Regions from separate parts of the Zea mays genome. Here region 2 is linked to region 1. The links are chromatin contacts, called in public Hi-C maps. All regions are on one chromosome and are shown on one strand. Each heading gives the region's core, a stretch centred on a gene start, on an enhancer-like site or on the middle of the called end of the contact. The rest is flanking DNA. Distances are from core to core; before and after follow the strand shown.

Region 1 (3,247 bases), core at 117-2,616:
GCTAGGGGAAGGGAAGAAAACGGGTTTTCTACATCTTCCTCACGTCTCCATTGTTGACGGGAGGGTTCTAGGTCTGGATCTAGGATCTTCAACGACGTTGTTTCTCAATATCTGCTACCCGAAAGCTTCCTCGTGTGGGCCAAACATACTCCTGAGCGGCTATACTTTTCTATATAATGAATTTGTACCCCCTCATAATGAATAACAAGGAAAGAGTTTCCACATCTTGTCTTCTGTCTCTTGTGCTATGTCGCTAGGGGAAGGGAAGAAAACGGGTTTCTACATCTTCCTCACATCTCCATTGTTGACGGGAGGGTTCTAGGTCTGGATCTAGGATCTTCAACGACGCTGTTTCTCAATATGTGCTACCCGAAAGCTTCCTCGTGTGGGCCAGTGGTTCAAAGTTGCTTTCCTGTGGGGCCGCTGCACAATTCTTAGGGTATGCTCGTCTCTTGAGTGTTCTCTTAAGGGTATCTAAGAGGTTAAATTAAAAAAACGAGAGATGATCTCTTCATGAAAGGTCAATCTATATACAACTTTTTATATATATTGGCTCTTAACTAAATTTATATTGTAATTGATTTAAAGACATCTTATTATATTATACAGTTTTTAGTTGCATCTTTACATAGAAAACCGATTCAGCGAATCAGGTTGTACATGTTCGTTGATGGTCGGCATATCTGTTGCTGCTGGTTGGACCAGAAGATGGAATATTAGAGGGATTTGCAATTTCACTATCACCAGCAGTGGGCATCGCTAATATGTTATCGTGTCCATAAAATATAGACATAGATGAATCCATAAATCATAGACAAATGGTAAAATAGCAAATAAACAACTCTTGTGAATTGCAAAATTGCAAATATTCCGGGAACGCTGCTCCTGTCGAGGAGGCGCTCGGACGGGATCACGGGAAGGTTCTCAAGTGAAAGGTCTTGTCTGAGGCCGAGAGGGAAAAGATAATAGGGCCCATCGCAGCCCAACATCTGCACAGACCCCCTGCCTGACTCTGACTGGATCGCAGGCAAACAAAGCCCAAGAGGCACAGGCGTCGTGGGTTCATGCCCTGCAAAAGCAAAACCGTGTGCCTTCGTCAAAATCCAACATCCAAAACAGCTGCCGCTAACCACGGTATCATCCTCACTGTTCCATTCGGACTCTCTTGTAAAATCAACCAGAAAGTAATAATCAGATAATGGCAACAATACCCCTGGTCGCTCGCTCCACTGTTCAGTCGGTTGGTTGGCCCACTGAAGAACACCGCATGGGCGTTTCGGGAAACGAGAAAAGCCGTACGAGGGCGTGAGGCTGAGGAGAGGAAACCCAGCGGCGGCCGCGGGCGCCCCAAACCCAGGGCAGAGTCGCAGGGTGACGCGGATAGCCCATCATGGCGCCGCAGCAGCCGTGAAGCACAAGAGCTTTGCTGCAGCACGACGGCTTTGTCCTCTCTCCTTTAAAGCGGACTGCTCTCCTCAATTGTCAGGCAGTAGCATCCATTTGATTGTTCTATCCTCTTCTCTGTTCTCACCCCCTTGCAAGCAACAATCGTTCACCGATCGATCCAGTGCGTCCTGCATGGAAACTGCCGCCGTCGCCGCCTCCAGTGCCGGGCGCCGCATCATGGTGGCCGTGGACGAGGGCGAGGAGAGCCTGCACGCGCTCAACTGGTGCCTCGCCAACGTCGTCTCCCCGGCAGGAGGCGACACGCTGGTGCTCGTCCACGCCCGCCGCCCGCGCCCGGTCTACGCCGCCATGGACAGCGCAGGTATTACTACCGCCGCAGATGTAAATTTCTCCAGATCATATGGAGCCGGCCGGGCGTTGAAGCTCACAAGTATCAGTAAATGGAAGAGGCGCTGATGCCCTGGATCCTGCCTGCAGGGTACATGATGACCTCGGACGTGCTGGCGAGCGTTGAGAGGCACGCCAACGCGGTCTCGGCGGCGGCGGTCGACAAGGCCAAGCGCGTCTGCGCCGACCACCCGCACGTCAAGGTGGAGACGACGGTGGAGAGCGGGGACCCGCGGGACGTCATCTGCGACGCAGCCAACAAGATGGCCGCGGACCTGCTCGTCATGGGCAGCCATGGTTACGGCTTCATCCAGAGGTGAGCTGATACTGACACTGATCATACATGGTACTAGACCCTTTCCGTCTTGTCCAAAAATCAACACATCGGACAAGGATTACACAAGTTGAGTCACGTCAGGAGTCTGTCGAGGGCGACAAGTGCTTCAGATCCTTTTTTTTTCTTGGCCTGCAATTATCCCTGTGAGGCAGCAATCTACTCACTCGTTTATCTTCGTTTCAAATGAACATTGCTGCAGGGCGTTCTTGGGCAGCGTCAGCAACCACTGCGCGCAGAACTGCAAATGCCCGGTCCTCATTGTCAAGAGGCCCAAGGAGTAGAAGGTTCCTCGCATGTAACGCTGCAGCTTAGCCAATAATGTTTCATGGCGACCATATAGGCATATATGTACACACTTCACATCCCATTGCATGGCAGTGTCTTCCCTAGTTCAACAACTAGCTTTCTGCTGGAATAAGGTGTTCAGAGTTCAGACAGAGTATGTACTGTACATACTATCTTCTTGCATTTGGTACTCTTGTTTAGTGAAAAGCGTTCCGTAACCTTCGGTTGCCTAGCTGTTTGTTTCTGCTAACACGATTAGCTTATCTTAAAACCCCGCTGCACATAACAAATGTGGCAACTTTTAACAGTTACAGGCCTCCATCAAGCAGAGGTATTTCAGTCCCGTCACCACCAAAATTTCACACCTTTTAATTTATCATGTAACTGTTTCGCGAGCACCTAAGCAGCAGCGGTATCGACAAGCTGTAGAAACCCAACTTAGTGGGTGTTTGGAAGTGAAATTTTTTTATAGTTTTGAAAGAATACTGTTGTATTCTTAAATACTAAAGTATTATACATAAAATAGTGTTTAACAAACTAGCTAAAATCTCTATTTTTAAAACTGAACTATTATAAATATTATAGTTGTTTTAAGGTATTCTAAACTTAGGTTATTTTAAACAATGGTATTGTCATGACTGAAGTAAATTGTAGTATTTCAAAAATTATGGTTTTCAAAAACTTCGTTCCCAAACAGGGATTTAAAAACATTCCATTGCATGATAATACCATGAAAACCGATCAAGCTCTAAGTTGTACATGCTCTAATGCTCACTCGACCACAAGATAAAACATTAAACCGCCTCCCAAACAGGTTAGCCTCCAATGAAA
Region 2 (2,960 bases), core at 45-2,544, 270 kb before region 1:
TTTTTGGTGAACATGTTTTTTAATTAAATTTTCATCTAAGCACTTGCTTCGTATCGCCAAATCATATGTATTTTTATCTTGATTCTCGTGTAGAAAGTAGTTTCTTATATAATAGATTATCTTTTATCTCTCCTTTTTATTATTAGGATACTAAGTTACTATTTTACTTGGTATCTAAATTGAGGCTATGCATCTTACTAGAGAAAGTATAATAATATAGCCGAACACTGGCTATAAGAATCTTTGCAGCCTACCCCTTAGCCCATCTATATAGTAGTTAGCTTTTCACAATTAATTGTCTCTCTCACAAAGCGTCTTTGTTTTTGTGTTTGAGCTGGCTATAAGTTTACACATGTTTTTCTTCTATTTCCTCCACCTCAGTATTTAACATGTTTATAGCCTGTTATTATACTTAGCTCTTAGGGCGTGTTTGGTTCGTGCATCATTTCTAGAATCTCATTCTACAATCTTTTTATTATTAGCCAAACAATGTTTGAATTTTGTATTGGATTTTGTACCAGAATCTCATAATCTAAATATATAATTAGATAATAGAATTTGTTGTGGTATCTAACTTCTCAAAATTTGTAAGGAGCTAAACACCACCAAAGTACTCACCCTAAGACCGTATAAAAAAGTTTATCTATATGGTTATCCAAAACACTGTTTTATACTGTTATGCATTATAGACTATAATGTTTCGTAGAGTAAAATTTAAATATATAGACTACAAAAGGCACAGCTTCCCATGGCATCACGGCCACGCACCGCAATGCATCCCAATCCCAAAACCCCATAATTTTGAACAAATCACAACCCCCCGTTTTCCAACCCAAGCCAAACCAAAGCCCTGGTTCGTCGGTAGTCCGTCAGCGTGGAGTGTACTGTAGCCATGTAGGTGTGCAATTTGATACTCCCTCACACACTCCCAGGCACACGTTTCCCCATACACGCCCACACCATCCAGTCCAGTCCAGTCCAGTCTAGTCCGCCTCTTCATTTCATGCTGTATTTTCATAGCAGCAGTAGCCAGTAATAGATGCTGCCTTGCGCGGCTGTTACTACTACTCACTCTACTCCTACCAGTGGAGTGTGTAGTACGTGGTCACACCACACCACGGAGAATCAGAGTATCAGACCATAGTATAGGAGAGCAGAGCAGGGCGCCTTTGCATCGCAAGGTCACTCGTGTCCCCACTCGCCTCCGTCGCCTCCACGCAGCAGCAGCAGCGGCTCGGTCGCCAGTATTCATAGCTGGGGGTAGGGCGGGCGACCCGCCGCGACTGGGAGAACCTTGGACATGAGTTGAAAGGCCCTATCTTTTCATGTCCATGTCCATCTCCCGAGTGAAAGCGAGCGAGCGAGCGACCGATTGATTGACGTGTGATGCCTCACTAGCTGGAGAGCGCTCTCTCCTTTGTGGCAAATCTCATCAGCAACAGAGACGGCTGGTGTGACACCTTGTGAAAACGCCCGCTCGCTCGCTCAGTCGCTCCGTCTCTCTCTCCCTCCCTCCATATCTCCCTTTGCCACCTGCTGTCTCCCTCCTCATCTCTCTCCAGTCGAGTCGGCAGTCTCTACCACTCTGCTTCCTTTCCCCTCCTCTTCTTCTCCAGAAAGCAGAGGCATGGAGCGGCAGAGGAAGGCAATGTGGCTGTACCCCAAGGTGGTCGGCTTCAACCCGCCGGAGAGGTGGGGCCACTCCGCCTGCTTCTTCGAAGGGGTCGTCTACGTCTTTGGGGTATGTATCCTATCGTATGATGATATGATGTCCATCAACCAACGCCTGCGGTTCTGTTCCATCCTCTTGATCCCGTCTTATCCGGCCATGTTTTCGCTCTGAATTCTTCTACAGATTTCGCGTCTTTCTTGAATTTGATGCCTCCTAGTACAGCTATACTATTTAGTTGCTAGTGATATGGAAGCTTAATACTTACTGGTAGCTGCGAACTAGTTCATCAGGAAGAAGACGCATGCTGGTGGTGGTTTGAGCTATGACCCCGCCTCTACCGGCTGAGGGTAGATTATTTTGGACAAAAGGTTGTTTATCATCTCTGGTGTTCATCCTCTGGAGCTGTGTTTTGTCCCGCTGCTGTAGTGTAGCAAGCCAGCAAGCAAAATGTCGTGTAGCTTTCACCAAAAGCGAGGGAGTCCTTGTCCATAACGGGAAAAAAAAGGTTTTTTAAGCTGATGTCCTCGGTTGTGCTAAGCAGAACCCGCCCCATCTGCAATCCAGTTTGTTAATTTGAGCTGAGGTTTCAGTGGTTTAGCGTCAAATGCACTGCAGCAGGAGTAGAGTAGGACGAGTGGATGGGAAAAAGGAAGAAGATAGCCTTTTCGCTCTTGTTCCTCTTTCCCCCGTCCGCTTGGGTTGGGCCAGGCGAGGACCACTCCGCCCCGCGTTTAAGCTTCCCCCTGATTGTGTGCTGCTGGGATGATGGTATGGTCAGTGGTCACGCAAAGAGAAAAATGTTGAATGCCAGCAGCAATTGGATGGGTGCTACTTACTGCACCGACCCGGACGCCGTCCTCTGCTGGACGATCCGACACATGGTTCCACTTCCACAGTGATGTTGATCAGATCGAACGAACGAGCAATCATTCTGCAATCCGTTTCTTTGTGGTTGGTGTCGGAGCTGCTGTGACGCGACGCGATTCTTTAACTCCAGGGATGCTGCGGCGGCCTGCACTTCAGCGACGTGGTGACGCTGGACGTGGAGACGATGGCGTGGAGCGCGCTGGCCACGACGGGGCAGCGGCCGGGCACGCGGGACAGCCACGGCGCCGCGCTGGTGGGCCACCGGATGCTCGTGTTCGGGGGCACCAACGGCGGCAAGAAGGTGAACGAGCTGCACGTGCTGGACCTGCGCACCAGGGAGTGGAGCCGCCCGCAGTGCAGGGGGGCGGCGCCGTCGCCGCGGGAGAGCCACAGCGTCACCGTCGTCGGGGGCGACCGCCTC

What was found. A called contact is a pair of places that touch in the nucleus more often than the background predicts.
Region 2: a Hi-C map of endosperm shows a contact between it and region 1, with 3 times the contacts expected there. The contact joins the promoter of LOC100384701 here to the promoter of LOC100194015 in region 1. A contact is called at or near these places in 3 of 25 Hi-C or Micro-C datasets (bundle sheath, endosperm and leaf).

Annotation. Positions count from the first base shown.
Region 1 is chr8:37,491,529-37,494,775 of Zm-B73-REFERENCE-NAM-5.0, reverse strand. It overlaps LOC100194015 (universal stress protein), which reads left to right and starts at 1,366. Exons shown (of 3, transcript NM_001139078.1): 1 at 1,366-1,768; 2 at 1,885-2,110; 3 at 2,331-2,632. The coding sequence starts at 1,579. The coding sequence ends at 2,412. It overlaps LOC100282295, which reads right to left. Exons shown (of 3, transcript NM_001368947.1): 3 at 3,239-3,247.
Region 2 is chr8:37,764,579-37,767,538 of Zm-B73-REFERENCE-NAM-5.0, reverse strand. LOC100384701 (Galactose oxidase/kelch repeat superfamily protein) reads left to right here and starts at 1,294. Exons shown (of 9, transcript NM_001177176.1): 1 at 1,294-1,741; 2 at 2,670-2,960. The coding sequence starts at 1,628.